Regions from separate parts of the Mus musculus genome. Here region 2 is linked to region 1. A link is a contact called in public HiChIP or PLAC-seq data. All regions are on one chromosome and are shown on one strand. The core of a region is the stretch at or near the end of the contact, and the rest is flanking DNA. Distances in the headings are between cores, read along the strand shown.

Region 1 (4,671 bases), core at 458-2,957:
TTGAGACAGAGTCTCATGTATCCAAGGCTCTGTTTGTGTTGCTTTGAACTCACTATGTAACCTAAGAAGGCCCTGAACTTCATCCTCCTGCCTCAACCTCCTGAGTGCTAGGATTCTAGCCAGGTACCATCATGCCTGGTTTATGCAGTGCTGGGACTGGACCCAAGGCCATGTGATGCTAGGCAAGTGTTCTACCAACTGAGCTAGAGCCCCAGTAGGGTGCTGCTTGGATGCAAAATGTGAACTGCCTCAAATACTGTCTACACAGAGGGGATTAAAATAAGAACTTTAAATTTCATCAACTGACCCTAAGGTAGATCGTCAAGCCACCAATAGGTAGCTAGGGTCCTGATTCTGGTCTGTAGCGTGTTCAAACACTTTAACATGGATGCTCTGAGTCAAGAGGACAATCAGGACATTGGCGGGAGTTGCCTCTATCATGACATTAGGCAACACTATCAAATGAATAAAAATTCTGGCTGTTTCATTGTTTAATCGTTCACTTTCTTTTTATCCTTCAAGAAGTACCCGCCTTACTAGACCTGGTAGGAAAGATCAGTGGTTCCAATTAACAGTAAGACTGAGGAAAGAGGAATTAGTGAAAGGCCATCTTGGAAAACTTAACAGGACCCCGTCTCGATACAAAAAAATTAAAACAAAACAAAAGATGGGGTGAGGGTGGGGCTATAGCTTAGGCTTCTTGATGACTAGGCCTTGCCGAATACTTGTGTGAGAAGGGAGCATTCGGTCTGCACTAGTATGTAGCCACTAGCCACACATGTGGCCACTGGACATCCGAAATAAGGTCAGTGAGAAAAAGAAAGGCAGTGTCAAATTTTTATTTAGTTTATATTCAGTTAAAGCTGAATGAAGTTGGCGGCTACCATACTGGAAAGCTCAACGAGGGAAAAGACGAACACATTTGAGCATGCCTGGGTTTACCAAGCAGCATTGTAAAGATAAACCACTATAACTGAAATATCTACACCCTCTCTAACTATCAGCACGTCAAATATCCTTGCGCTTCCCTACAGCACCTCCCCTCTGTCCATTATGTTGTATGATGATTGGTTTTGATAATTAGCAATATACAAATGGTATCTAAAAAAACTAGACAACTGGTATTTTTACTTTACACAAGGCATGGTGGTTTTAATCGCCGTAGAAGACACTCTCCTTTTATTGTTTTATTATTATTATTAATGTTAGTCAAGATTTCTCTGTCTCTCTGTGACCCTTGCTGTCATGGAACTCACTATGTGCAGACCAGGCTGGCCTCAGATTCACTGAGATGGCGTGCCTTTGCCTCCTGAGTGCTAGGATTGAAGGCTTGCACCACCATGCCCAGGTGACCTTAAAGACTTTTAAGAAAGTGTATGTGGTGAAGATGAATAAGGTTTTGCAGATATTTTGAGGTAGTTAGAGATGGAATGAATCTTGGGCAAATATGAATACCTCCCCGACCCCCATCCTCTCCCTCTGAGCAGGACATTTTACTTTGTATCTGAAGGCCTTAAAACAGACTCCTGTTGTTCAGTGTCCCACTCTGACACCTGAGGCAGTTCTGTGAGCCAGGCTCCTGCAGCGTGGTTCCAGCCTAGGAGTTCTTCCTTCCTATCCCCGGGTGAAGTGTCGGCAGAAGCGTTCTGCTGGAGTTGGATTCTTGGAATCCTTGTCAGCCTCCTGTTGGATCCGAGCCATCAGAGTCTCCCGGTTGCCTTCCTGAATGACCGCGCTTCTGCTGAGAGGGTTGATTGGCTCTGAGTCACACCTTAATCTTTTCAGCAAACAGTTTTCTCACTGCGTAGCTTTCTGTTCCCACAACAGGATATCTGGACGGAGTGAACAACTTTCCAGAACATCAGGTGCTTAATCCCCTTTTCCTTAACAGCTCGTTCCCTAATTTGTCCCTTTTGTCACTTGTTTTACTATAAAGAGCAAAGAGAAAGCAGGTGGAAACTTCCACTCTTTACTTGACTGTTCTGTCAGTTGATTTTATTCCTTACTTATTCTGCTTTGCACTCCGTACAGGAACCCATTTCACAGTCTTCTGCTACTTTGTAAGACAAATCAAGTTTCCTCCTGTGTATCCACAGGCATGTTCATCATTTTCTTCTAAGTCATCACCAGGAACCTTCAAGGCTCATCTTTCTACCCACTGTTTCTCCAAGGGAATCCAGGCTCTTTCGGTCACGGACTTCAGAATTCTTGATGTGTCTACTGAATATCCAGAGTAACTTCCATTTATAATATATACGGTGTTTTAGAAGTTCCCCACTTCCCAGTGTTTGTATTGATGTCTTAGCGTATCTGTAGCAAAATGGCACAAACTGCTTGGCGTAACAGCAGGCATCCTTTGTCTCACAGATCTGGAGGGTTCTGCTCCCTCTGAAGCCTTTAGGAGAGGATCCTTGTCTCTTCCAGCTTCCATTATCCCCAGGCATTCCCTGATCTGGTCTGTTTCTTCTCCCCTTATGAGGACACCAGGTCATATGGTGCTAAATACCTACCTTACTCCACTATGACTTCATCTTAGCTAATTAAGTCTGTAATGACTCTATTTCCAAATGAGGCTACATTCTGAGCTACTAGGAGTTAGGACTTCAACATATCTTTAGTGGGAACACAATTCAATCTATAACTAGATAGATGATAGATGATAGATAGATAGATAGATAGATAGATAGATAGATAGATAGATAGATAGATGATAGATAGATAATAGCTCTTCAGAAATGTATACTGAAGGGCACAAGAGAAAGAACAGAAACATGAAGCACTTCTACGAGCTCTGCCTGAAGTCAATTTGCTACTGTAAGCTTGAGGATGGATGAGAAAGGGCCAATCAGTGAAGGCTGGCACTTCTCTGGAGTGTAGCATGGGAAAACGTGAGAATTGAGGTCATTAGTACACTCAGCTCACTTGAATGGGTTTAGTCTGTGCTTCCTTGATTGATATGGAAGTTGAACACCTTTGCATATATGTTTATTGGCCATTAATATTCCGTCTTTTTTTGTTTGTTTTTGTTTTTGTTTTTTCTCTGTATAGTCCTGGCTGTCCTGGACTCACTCTGTTGACCAGGCTGGCCTCGAACTCAGAAATCCGCCTGCCTCTGCCTCCCAAGTGCTGGGATTAAAGGCGTGCGCCACCACCGCCCGACTTATATTCCATCTTCTAATATGAGTATTTGTGTCTTTTGTCTACTTATACATTGACCTTAATTACTCTCACATTGACCTCTATCTAATACTGTGTGTGATGTGAAGTAAGAGTGTGCTTGCTTGCTTGGCCTTTGCCCAATGACCTGCCTTCCTGGCTAAACCCATCACGAATCAAGCTTCTGTGACCACGATGTCTGTCCTCAGCATTTACATTCTACTCTCCAGATCCCTTTTGCAGGCAGCGCACTTCCACACTCGTGACTCAGAAATCATTGTTTGTATCTGTGATGACAAGTGTCTGTGTGTTTTGCTCTTGTTCCAAAATATCCTGACTATTCTTGACAGTTCCTTTTCACTTTACATTTCAAGATCAGGTTATCAAATTCCATGAAAAGACTGTAATTTTAATTTTTTTAATCTTATTTTTTTTTTTTTTTTTTTTTTTTTTGGTTTTTCGAGACAGGGTTTCTCTGTGTAGCCCTGGCTGTCCTGGCACTCACTTTGTAGACCAGGCTGGCCTCGAACTCAGAAATCCGCCTGCCTCTGCCTCCCGAGTGCTGGGATTAAAGGCGTGCGCCACCACGCCCGGCTTTAATCTTATTTTTAACGATGGTTCTGAAACACTTCAGCCTTCCTTGTAACCTACTACCCACCAGAGGTAGTGGAAAAGAAAGGATGGGGCGGGGCGGGGCGGGGGTGGGGGTGGGGAATGGACCTGTTTAGAAAGGTTCTTCGGATTAACTTCCATCTGTGATGTCTGGAAATCAATAGTTTAGTTCACTGGTTAGCAGGCAGCAGCAGCTTGATTCACTTGCAAACACCTCACAGATACACCAGCAGTCCAGTTCAATAGAGTCCGGATGGCAACAGCGGTGACACGACAGCAGACAGCCAGGCCTCAGTCTCAGCTCCAGTCAGCAGGAGGGACCAACAGGAACACCAGGAGAAGTTCTCGGCTGTGCCTCTCTCAGGGAAGTGAAGGTCAGCCGAAGATGTGAGACCCACAAGCATTGCACAGCTAGCTGTACCAGCAAGCCAAACTCTGTCTCCATCACTCCATGGAGTTCGATTTATACCCTCCAAACATCATGTGTCCTCCATGTGCCTTGCCTCAGCATGTGTCTTGCCTTAGCACGTGAATCCAATCAGCCCAAGTCCTGGGAATCAGCAACAAACTGCAGCACACCACCTGAAGTTTTTTAGTGCATTTCTCTCTATGGCTTCCTGAAAAATACAGCTCAATCATGCAATGGAAGGTGGGCCAATACATGTGTGTCCTTAGCAAAGAATATTTTATCACATGCCCTTTCATGTGCTTGCTTTAGCAGAACATTGTCTCTCCTGTGTCTGCTTCCACTAAGCCTTCCTTCACCAGTTTGCCTTAGCCTTTCACACCTGTGTCTACTTTAACAAAACGTTGCTTCATGTGTTTGCCCCAGTAAAACACCATCCAACCAACTTTCCAAAGAACCCCTAAGTTTACACTTCAAAAGACATTGGTCAGTGTTAG
Region 2 (4,425 bases), core at 959-3,458, 62 kb after region 1:
CTTTCTCATCAAAGTATTTTTTAAATTTTATTTATTTATTATATGTAGGTACATTGTAGCTGTCTTCAGACACCCCAGAAGAAGGCATCAGATCTCATTAAGGATGGTTGTAAGCCACCATGTGGTTGCTGGGATTTGAACTCTGGACCTTCGGAAGAGCAGTCAGTGCTCTTAACCACTGAGCCATCTCTCCAGCCCTCATCAAAGTATTTAAAGGATGCCACATTCCTCACAGACGGTGGCCTAGTGTGTCTGAAGTGCTTGGACAACATCCTCGCTCTTCTCTGACAAACCATAACCTTGCCAAACTTAAGAAATATCCTAAAAATGTTTATATGAAGTTTGTCATTGAATGTCTCTTAGCAAGAGTTCAATAACAAGGCACAACGCCCTTTGCACGAGATGCCCACTTGCCCATGTCTCTGAACACTTGGCTCGTATGTGTTTTCTAAAACCATCAGACTCGGTTTCATAGACTGACACACAATCTCAAGAGATTCCAATCTCCTCTTCTTTTGGACAAAGAAGCCTTGCTAGCTGCAATTCCTAACACATTGTCTGGGTGTCGGTGGCAATAGAAAACAACTGTCTGTCACCATGGTCACATGAGTCTGCCCATTTCCTTTAATGTGTCTGCTCTATATGTTTCTTAAGTTTGACAAGGTTATAGTTTGTCAGAGAAGATCGAGGATGCTGTCCAAGCACTTCAGACATACTAGGCCACCATTAAATACTTCTGTCAACCACATACATCGCTAACACACCAACTCCAGGAGGGAGGGGAAACCAGATCCCAGAGGAAGCACGTGCATTAGAGCCATCCTGCCAACATGGAAGGCCTGGCTTGTTTGAAAAGAGCAAAGGTATCTCTCTGAAGCCACTGAACTTTTAAAAACAGTCTGCATTATAGCAGCTTGCCCTTTATCCTAACAAATACACTAAGGACAGTTTAGACTCTCAGTGGTACCTATTCCCTTATTTGTCAAACACAACGGATATATTGTATCATTCTATTTGTTCCCGGGATAATAGGTCTCCAAAGACATCTCCAACCTGAACAGAGGGACAATGTTTCCCATTGTGTGGAGACAGAAGTGCCAGTGGCAGCCCACCTCTGCACCATGCAGCTGCTGGTGGGATGCTCTGGCCTCCAGGCCCCTTGGAGAATGAGTGCAAAGTGGTTGCCAACTTCCTCCATCACAAATACTCATGTGTCAGAGATTTTTAAATAAAAAATTCAAGAACAGATGGCAAAAGAAAGACTCGTTATATGTGTGCAATCTAGGCTTTGTCTCCTATGCATGTTGCAGTCTCTGTGTGTGTGTGTATGTGTTTGTGTGTGTGTGAAACCAACATTAATGTCATTTCTTGGGGGATAATAAGCTCATTCTGCTAGCCCCACTTATGGCTAATAACAATCAACAATTATTGATGCTTTCTTCGTTGCCACCTCCTCCTCATGAATCAGCACATGAATATTTATGTCCATGCTAATCAGCACAGAAGACTGCTGCAGACAGGCGTCAAATTACACTTCTGGGTTAGAGACAGCCTCCTCTTTTTGAGGCATTTTGATCAAGAAAAACTTGGTGGGGGGCTGATTTCTTGAATTTATTTATTATTTACTTACTTATTTTTGTTAGAATGAAGAGAGAAAGTGGCTGAAAGGCTTGGGTTGAAAGTATGAACGACCTGCATGTGTGAAGGCTCAGTTACTGGATGGTAGTTTTAAAAGGTTCTGTGTACCTTGAAGAAGTCAGGCCTTCTTTGGAAGCTGGACGTTGAGAGGGGATTGTGGGATTCCCCATCTGTCTCAGTTTGGTCTACACCGTTTTCCAGAGTGGTCTCTGCTATCCCAGCCCCCATGATGGTTTTCATATGCCACTCCCACATCCGAACACAAAACAAAGAAATGTAATAAAAAGAATAAATAAAATGTTATCTAAAGAGATCATGTCTTGGCACATGACACTTTTATCTGGGGCGGGGGAGGGTAGGCTGGGGAAGGTTGGGGAAGTGTGGGGGGGATGGATGGACAAGCACCTTGTTAGAGAAATAGTCTGAAGGCTGAGAGTCTCCTCCCGTGGCCCTGTACTCGCTGGCGGTAATCCTAAACTGTAAACGTCTATCTGTCTATCCGTTTTAAACCACAACACTTTGCGACTTCCTTGTTTCACCCGCTCTGCTTTGGTCTGAACAAGCACTCTCAGTGCCACCCATTATTCTGCCGGGAGGTATGTGTCAGAGCCGGTGTGCGCGCCAGCTTCGCCAGCTTCGTGTTGGATGAGCTCGCTGTTCGGGGAGGGAGGTGAGTGGGGGTGCAGGGTTATTTCTAGAATGGCAGAGGCAGTATAGGATAATGTAGGAACGCTTTCTATCCTCAGGGTTGAAAGAAGATGGAGAAATGGCGACTCCGTTTCCAGGTAACTGTATCTGCATCTCTCCTAAGAATCCTGCTAACTCACACTGGTGTAGAAGTTACCATGATTGGGTCCCGTGCTGATTTGTACCTGTGTTAAAGCACTGAATCCTTTGAAGTAGATGTAGTCGTTGGCTACAACAATATGTGTGGTGGTAGCTGTATGACTCAAACCTACCTAAAGTTCTTAGCCACTGTAAGAGACTATCGGAGGCTGACTGAGGTCAAAGAGCCACTTATGTTTTGTGCCCTGGCATATGACTTATCCAGAGGCTCTTTGCTTTATTGCCTCAAAATCCTTCTCCTGGCCAAGCCCTGTAATCTCAGAGCCACAGTCAGTTCAAAGAGAGGATGTAGGTCTTCTCCTATTGTCTGACCGGCACCACTTCTTCTTAACACGGGTCAGTGCTGAGAGTGGCTACTGGTGTGTGAGCTAATGTTCTCTCTCTCTCTCTCTCTCTCTCTCCCTCTCCCCCCCTCCTATGAATCATGGCGTTCATGTCCTTAAATCAGTCATCCCTTCACATGACCAGCCCGGCAGACAATACAGTGGGTATGAGTACGGAGCTGCAGGCTGGCCACCGGCCAAGGGCTCCGGGTGGGAAGAGCAGGATTGCTGCCTGGCTCTGAGCCATGTCACATGCAGCAGGGCTTGGGTGGCTCTCCAGGGGACTCTTTCAGGCATACGAAACAAAAAGCAAGGGCCACACTCAAAGTTAAAAAGCTCTGTCACTGTTGGGTTTTCCTGTGGTTATTTTCCAAGAAAAACAAACAAACGTTATGACTGCTCTACTTTTGAAAATAAGTAGCAAGAAATTTGAATGTTAATCCACTGGCAGTAAAAATGTACTCTGTGGTTCTATGTCATAAGCAGTCACAGACACAGAAGTCTAGACACAGTTCTGTCCTTTCCAACTACGTGATGTTGGTCAGTTCTGTGAATTCTCTGGGTTTCGTTGTGCCTTGGAACCAGATGGAATACATTTATCTCGTAAGGATGCTCTTATCCTTAGTTCCTAGCTGAACCTGTTATCACGAGAGAGGTAGTGAGGATACAGTGCGAGAAAAGATATTTCTAGAATGACAGACCCAGTGTTGGGTATATGAAGGGTCTCTTTGCCTCCTGAAGAAGGGAGGCGGAGAAAACTGGAGATGCAGGGTTGTAGATTTGGTGTATTGCTTGTATTACGTTAATTGGGTTCCCAAAATTACATGGGAATTCGCACGTCTGCATGTAGGACGCGGAGGGTCCCTGCCCCCAGTTGGCTTTGGTTAGGAAATAAAGTTGCCATCGACCAATGGCTGGGCAGGGAGACAGAGGTGGGACTTTTAGGATTCTCAGGCAAGAGAGAGAGAAAGGAGAATCGCCATGCCATGAAGGGAATAAGATTTGGGCTTGAGAGCTGCAGGAAGAGAGGCATACTGGTCGTGTAGGAGATGCTTACGGTGGAGATGGGGTCTGACTCAAGAAGAAGGAAGAGACAAGAGAACAGGTTCTCTCTGAACCTTGAGAAGGAGCCAGCCCTACTGACAACTCGTCTTCCCTGGGTGTAGGAGTCTCACACGGTTGACCTCCCGATTGTAAGCGCATACACTCGTTCTTCTGATTCACAGCAATACAAGGTCGGAAGCAGCTAAAGAAGGGGACATGGTCGCTGACCCTCACTCTCTATTCTTGCTCCTTTTGCTTAGTACTTACTTTTACACCCTAGTCAGAATTATGAAGATAACTGCTGCTTGCAAAGTTGTCAAGATTTCTGAAGCTAAGCTAATAGCACCTTCACATTCACCAGGCATTTCGCAAGTCCTTACCTCGTACTGGCTATTTGGTTCTAGAAACTTCTCAAACGTCCATTGTCACATTGAGCCAAAATTCACCTCCACCTCCCACCCCCATATGGTTCTAATTTCACAACCCATCCATCCAGTCAGTACCTGCAGCTGGGTGCGTTTTTCTCGCACAGATCGTTCATCCATTCATCCGTCAGCACGCCCAGAGCCATTCA

Evidence for each region. HiChIP or PLAC-seq counts read pairs in DNA pulled down with a chosen protein or histone mark.
Region 2: an HNF4G HiChIP or PLAC-seq map of pancreatic cancer cells shows a contact between it and region 1. The contact joins the promoter of 5830416I19Rik here to the enhancer-like site in region 1. A contact is called at or near these places in 2 of 39 promoter capture datasets (the C10 cell line and epiblast stem cells), 8 of 484 Hi-C or Micro-C datasets (the C2C12 cell line, the G1E-ER4 cell line, LSK cells and 5 more) and 4 of 115 datasets of contacts at active chromatin or transcription factors (bone marrow-derived macrophages, embryonic stem cells and pancreatic cancer cells).

What each region holds. Positions count from the first base shown.
Region 1 is chr5:63,980,779-63,985,449 of GRCm38.p6, forward strand. No RefSeq gene overlaps it. Among named protein-coding and RNA genes, the nearest start is that of Rell1, 14 kb to the left of the region's middle. Within about 2 kb of position 1,708, at least 24 of the 459 cell types and tissues checked have an H3K27ac peak or open chromatin away from gene starts, as enhancers often do. A contact at or near this core is called in pancreatic cancer cells, where this site is marked.
Region 2 is chr5:64,042,765-64,047,189 of GRCm38.p6, forward strand. It overlaps 5830416I19Rik (RIKEN cDNA 5830416I19 gene), which reads left to right and starts at 2,209. Exons shown (of 3, transcript NR_045384.1): 1 at 2,209-2,234; 2 at 2,385-2,423.